2 separate regions of the Bos taurus genome follow, and region 2 is linked to region 1. The links are chromatin contacts, called in public Hi-C maps. All regions are on one chromosome and are shown on one strand. Each heading gives the region's core, a stretch centred on a gene start, on an enhancer-like site or on the middle of the called end of the contact. The rest is flanking DNA. Distances are from core to core; before and after follow the strand shown. Region 1 holds the start of TIGD3 (tigger transposable element derived 3). Region 2 overlaps LOC112444863 (a long non-coding RNA gene).

Region 1 (3,152 bases), core at 235-2,734:
AGCTGCAGACACAACAAAGGAGCGTGGACGGGGGAGGACAGGGGCTGGGGCCGAGGGGGGCAGGTGTAGGGGATAATCAGAGCGGGCGGGAGGAACCCCCAGGACAGGGAGGGGGCTCCGGGCCTAGGCTGAATTTAGATGATGTTGGGGGCGGGTGGTGGAGTGAATGAACAGAGTTGGGGTGACAGGTGTACAGACGACAAAGAGGGACGGACTAGGGGCTGAAGAAGCAAGTCTAATTTGGGGCTGGGTCCTGAGCAGGGAAGGCTGGGCCGGGGTCCGGCCTGGAGAGGGGGTGGATGGAAACACAAGGCCGAAAGGCAGGTGCACAGGCGACAAAGGGCAGGAGGGGTTAGGAGGCCGCGGGCAGCGAGAGGGGCGGGTTGTCCTCAGCGGGGAGGCTTGTGGCCTGGGAGGGCAGGGGGACGAGCGTCCGGGACCCAGGCAGGCGAGGAGTCGGGCTCCGCAACTCGGCTGGCCTCTCCCTCTGGTGACCCGGAGTCCATCGGCAGGGCGGACCCAGTCATCTGCCTGCCCGGCCTCCCCGCCTCCCGGCTTCCAGCCCTTCCGCTCTGCACCCACCTCAGGCGCTCGTCCCGCGGCTGCCGCCCGGGTCCCAGCTCTGGCTGGGGCCGGACTCCCGAGCCCCTCTCCCGGCGGCTACCGGAGAGCAGGAGAGGGACGCGCCGAGCGGACAGAGGGGCTGCGCGGGCGGCGGGCGCGCGCACCCTCTGCGCGCAGCCCGCGCGGGGGTCTCTCCAGGCTGGGAAGACCGATGTCCGCCGCTCAGCATCCACCCGCCGCAGCCCCGCCCCGAACCAATTAGATAGGCCTTCGGTGAAGTCCGTCCCGCCCCCGGCTAAGTCTCATTGGACATTGCGAAAGTGGCGGGTCGTCAGGTCCCCGAGGGGACGGAGCTTTCTGCAAGAAGGGATGGCGAGGCGGAGACTGGTCGCGGCGGGAGTCCTGCATGCGCCGCCAGCCTCAGGGACCCGGCCCTCGGAGCCTGACAGGACTCGACAGCGTGGACGCAGTACGTCTTCCTGGCCGTGACCCTAGGCAGCTTCCTCATCTACCAAACAGATCTCGTTCCCCTTACCCAGTGGTCTTTGAAAAATAGAAGCAGGTTATAAGCCACACAAAAGATGTTACCATGGACAGCACTGACCTCAGGTCGGTCAGCCAAGGTACAACAGACTGTTGTAGCCATGCATTCTGGGAAACAAACTCACTCAGAAGGACAACGCAGATAGTGGAGTGCAGTTTATTACACCGGCGGGCCCAAGGCAGACTCTCCTCTTAGGTAAGGACCCCAACCAGTTTTTGTGAAAACCTTATATACCCGTGAAGGAGGAAACAGAGGAAGCTTCATCTTGAAAGCAGGACTCCATCTTGGGCCATACTGTGGACTTTGAGCTGTATGCCCAGTATCTATGGAAATGACATACCAACTGGAAAACCAGACCCCCCTGGATGGAAGAGCCCCAGGGCTCATACCTAGACTCTCCGTCGCCTGAAAGAATACCCTGATTATCTGTGTAACCCAATGGAATCATAAATTTTATTATACTTCTTGGGGTATGACCACAGACCTATTGCTAATTGTCCACTGTTAACTACCTAGGCTACTTTGTATCTTTCTTTTCCTTTGTTCAGACTAGTTACAGGGAATTTGGGGAAGTGGGTTTGGGCACTGTACACTTAGGGTATATAAGGTTTTCACAAAAACCGGTCGGGGTTCTTGGCTAAGCGGAGACTGCTTTGGGCCTGCTGGTGTAATAAACTGCACTCCACTATCTGTATTGTCCGAGTGAGTTTGTTTCCCAGAATGCGTGGCTACAATACCCTAAGTGTATCTGCCCAAACCCACCTCCCCAAATTCCCTGAAACTAGTCTGAACAAAGGAAAAGAAAGATACAAAGTTAACCCATGATTCATATGCCTTAAGTCTACTGTGGTTAACAGGGGACAATTATCAACAGGCCTGTGGTCATACCCCAAGAAGCATAATAAAATTTATGACTATTGGGTTACACAGATAATCAGGGTATTCTTTCAGGCCATGGAGAGTCTAGGTATGAGCCCTGGGGCTCTTCCATCCGGGGGTCTGGTTTTCCTGTTGGTATGTCGTTTCCATAGATACTGGACATACAGCTCAAAGTCCACAGTCTGGCCCAAGATGGAGTCCTGCTTTCAAAATAGAGTCTATTCTGTCTCCTCCTTCAAGACTACTTGCTTGGGGCTAGTTCTGAGTTAGGGCATGTGGAGATTAATTTTTATTTAGTTTTGGTATCTTTTTGGCAAGACTCAAGTTCCTAAAGTCAAGATTTAGTATTCCTTTCCTTGGTAGACTTCAGTTCTTTGAAGTCCAAAGTAGACTTTAACCCCGCGTCTGGAGTGCCGAATCCTCAGCTCTAGACTGCTTTCCTCTCCCTTTAGTCAAGTCAAAGTCTGGGGCCACAGGTGAGTCCCCTTTCTCACAGGCTTTCCTTCCCATCCCAACCCTGATCCCTCTTCCATCCTTCTATGTCCCATCCTAAATCCTCCTTCAGCAACCTTTCCAAATCTCTTCTCAATGATACAGGGCTCTCATCAGCATCTCATCTTCTACACTTAGTCCACCAGCAAGGATCATTTCACTGCTTTACTCCCTCTGCTCCAGGCCTACTTCCAGGTACTGACAGGCGGATGGGGGCTGTGCTGTGTCCCTAATACGATTCCAAACTGGAGCACCTGGCTTACTTAACTGAGCACAGGGGCCCAGGCCACTCTGCCTTCCAGGAGGAACAAGTGGCCTTCAGGCTGGCCCAGAAAACCCTAAGCATGTTTCAGGGGGTTCATAACTGATTCATACCTTTCACGTGTTGGCTGAAGGAAAAAGAAACTCCTTTTTGTGCTCATAAATCTGTCTGGAAAGGCTGTAGCACTGCACTGTGGGCTCACTCACAAGGTTGGGGTCTCTCATCTCATGTTCACGGCTTATACAAAAAGTCATGTCTCATCATGATGTCATGAGTCTTCTTGTCATTCTATTTATATAATAATCAAGCTTCTGGACCTATTTTTAAGTATCTTAAATTGCAAGGTCAACTGTTATAAAGTTGTCATTACTTGCATGTACAAATCCAGCAGAATCTCCCCCAAAGACACAA
Region 2 (3,152 bases), core at 295-2,794, 120 kb before region 1:
CTCCGCGTGGTTGCCAAGCCAAGCCGCACGCTAGCTTCACCACACCGCACTGGCTTCCTCCTTCCTGGAATCCTCTCCTAGCTTCACCTCCAAATCGTTAGGACTCGCTCCTTCTTCCTAGCTTCCTTCACCAAGTCGCACTGGCTCCCGGGCTTCTCTTTCCTATCTTCACGAACTGCCGCTGGCTCCTCAGTCCTAGTTTTCACCAACACTGGCTCCGAATCCTGTCTGCCGCTCCTGTCTTCCTAGCTTCACTGAATCCACTTCTGCGTAGCACCTGCGTCAGCTGTTATTTAGCGCCTAGTCCTCAGGATTTAAACATTCATCTTAGCTCAAAGTCCAATAACTCGATGGTTATTCTTGCTCTTCAATTTAATTCACTTATAAAGTCCTTTACATTTTCCAAAGGAAACTACGCTACCGCATTTAAGGCCTTTCAGATTTTTAACTCTCCCAAATACATTCTTAACTTTTAAGTTACTTCAGTCCCCTTCAGTAACTTTTTGCTGAGATTTTAAATTGACTCTCCTAGTTTCCGGATTTTCTTCTAAGTTGGTCCTGGTCTACAGTAGTTTTAAAAAAAAAAACCCTCATCTTCTGAGATCTAACTTTTGCACCACCAGAAATAAGTTGATGGGCTTTTACAATAAATTCTTATTGGCTATAAAAATTTCCTTAGTTTTTGTTCCTGTAATTTATCCAACATTATTGATTTTGAACTATCTAAATTTTTGGACGTCTATCTTGTATGTTTGCGTCCAATAGCTTTCTTTTCATTCTATCTTAAGCACTCGACCGTATTTTCAATTTTCTCCTAGATTTGTCTTTTTCTGCCTACTTACTAGGCTCAGGTTTTATCTTCTAAAACGTGTATCTCTTATCTTCTCTAGTTTTTTCTTCACCTTCCTGTACTTCTGTCTTCCGAATTTTCCACTTCAAACTTCCAATTTTCTTTCCTACCATTCCTAATATTTCCGTCAACTTTAGCCAAACAAAGCCTTAGTATCAAGCAGGCTTCAAATGACGCCATTTTTACTGCGCCGTGAATCTGAAGGCATTATTTCTGAAACCACCTTCAGTTAAATCTTAAGATGGCCTTTGTAGTATTTTAATCACCTACAACTCAACCTTTTAAAACGTTTAGGTTCGATTTACGTAACCCAACGTTTTAATGTTAAGGTAAAAGGTTGCCCTTCAAGTTAAGGCTTTAAAAAAAAAATCCAGACATTGCAGTCCTAGCTCATCAATTCTTTTAAATTTTTCACTCCATGAAAAAATTTCAGCTCTTAACCTCCCTCAGGTTCTAAAATTATCTTTTTTCTTCCCTCTTCCTTTCTCCAACTACTCTTTAAGTCTTCATATTTTCCCTAAAATTTATCTAAGAACTTAATGCAAAGCAGTATCTCCGTATTTTCACTACTTATAATCCCTAAAGAAATACACTAACGCCTATCTTTTTTAATAGAAAAACTTATCTGCGGGCTCCTCAAGCAGCATCTCCATCCCTAAAGCCATCTCTGCGCTCGCTGCCTCAATGCCTGTCGCACAGTCCGCAGCGGAGTATTTATAGAACAAGTACAGCTCACACCTCCGGTATTCAATACTCCTCCGCCGCCTTTGTGAGGAAAGCAAAAATAGTTCCTCTGAAGAGGTAAAAATAGAATCTCATTTACAAAACTTTCTGGATTTTTCCTAACAGTTTATCCAACTTGCTTGCAAGCCCTGTACCTTGTACTTATTAGCAAATAGATTTGAGCTGAAAATTTGGGCAAAAACAATGAAAAGCACATCTAAATAAACATCGAATAGCTCATAAAAACTAAGCGCCGTTACGTGGGAATGTTTCTAGTAGGTTTTAAAATACTTTTCGTGTTTCCTTGGAGTACATTGGGTACAAGTCAGTGGTTTTGGAAAGAAGGTTAAGTTTCCTGACGGCCTTCCTTTCCATTATGCAACCGAACTTCAGCCTCACAACTACAGACCGCAGCCATTTTAGAAGCCGTAAAGTTTTGGGAGGCACCCCCCCCCCCAAAAAAAAAAACACAAAAACGGTCTCAGGTCCTGCGAGGTGGTTTTGATGTTTATACCTCACCCGGCTCATTTGGCCTTTTATTCGTAAAATACAGCTACTCCGGGTTATCCACTTAAGAATTCTACTAATTGTAGAAATCCACTTCCGGAAAATCTCTCAACAGTCACCGTTTACTGTTGTCCCCTGCAATAGAGCTGGACCCATCTGAAGGGCTTAACACAATGGTGGGCTTGTTACTTGGCTTTTGTTGTTGATTTTGTATTTACTAAATACCAGCTAGACTCCTACACTTTTGGTAGCCTGTTTAGACATGGCCTGGACTTTCTGTTCTTTCCAAACGTGTGCTGTTTCAAGTATCCGGAAAAGCCAATGGTTTCACTGTCAAAGACAGACCTTCGGCTGCCACTCGCGGAAGGAACGTGTTCTAAAATGTTGTGAACCTTTAGTTAAGGGTTTACTAGGTTTTTGTGGTTTTCCCCCCTCCCCAAATTTTGTATTATCTCCATTTTGATTCCCTTAAGACTTTTAAAAGTAGAGCACAAAGAGAAATAACTTTTTCCCAAACCCAAAGCCTTTTCTTTGTCCAGGTTAATCAGTAGTCCATTTTAAAAACACGTTCTCTGTCCTACCAAAAGGGAAATCCGAGGGAAGCACCGGGAAAGGAGAACTGCTGCGTCTCCGACGTTTGAAGACATGCCTCAGTTCTCCCGACTGCAAGGGGGACCTGTCTCGCGGGCGAGGGCTGAGGATTTAGAAAAGACAATGGCGCCGGTGGTTTCCAGACACGCCTTCCACGCAGCTAAAGCGACTGCGGCGACAAGAAACCAGGGAGAGGCCAAGCGGGATAAGTATAACCTCCAAAACCCTCGGCCAGTGAGTCCAGGGGTGGGGCTCGATCCCCACACCCCACGCCGGCACGGCGCAGGGATATGCTGGCCGTGAGCCGCCTCCCTTTGTGAGGCGTCGACTCGCGGGCGGTGTTGCCGGTTCTAACCGGCTCCAACCGGTCCCGGCCGCCTCCCGGGGCGGTGGCGGTGGCGGTGGCTGTTGACGCAGCGCGCCACTGCGCACGCGCGCCCCACCCCCAAGGCCAATGCCTAGCCTAGAGAAATGCGTGGGG

The links. A called contact is a pair of places that touch in the nucleus more often than the background predicts.
Region 2: a contact with region 1 is called in a Hi-C map of an unstated tissue, with 3 times the contacts expected there. The contact joins the enhancer-like site here to the promoter of TIGD3 in region 1. A contact is called at or near these places in 2 of 11 Hi-C or Micro-C datasets (skeletal muscle and an unstated tissue).

The regions. Positions count from the first base shown.
Region 1 is chr29:43,552,084-43,555,235 of ARS-UCD2.0, reverse strand. It overlaps TIGD3 (tigger transposable element derived 3), which reads right to left and starts at 1,484. Exons shown (of 2, transcript XM_005227228.5): 1 at 583-1,484.
Region 2 is chr29:43,669,998-43,673,149 of ARS-UCD2.0, reverse strand. LOC112444863 (a long non-coding RNA gene) reads left to right here. Exons shown (of 2, transcript XR_009493394.1): 1 at 1-3,152. Among named protein-coding and RNA genes, the nearest start is that of SCYL1, 33 kb to the left of the region's middle. Within about 2 kb of position 1,544, at least 98 of the 102 cell types and tissues checked have an H3K27ac peak or open chromatin away from gene starts, as enhancers often do. A contact at or near this core is called in skeletal muscle, where this site is marked.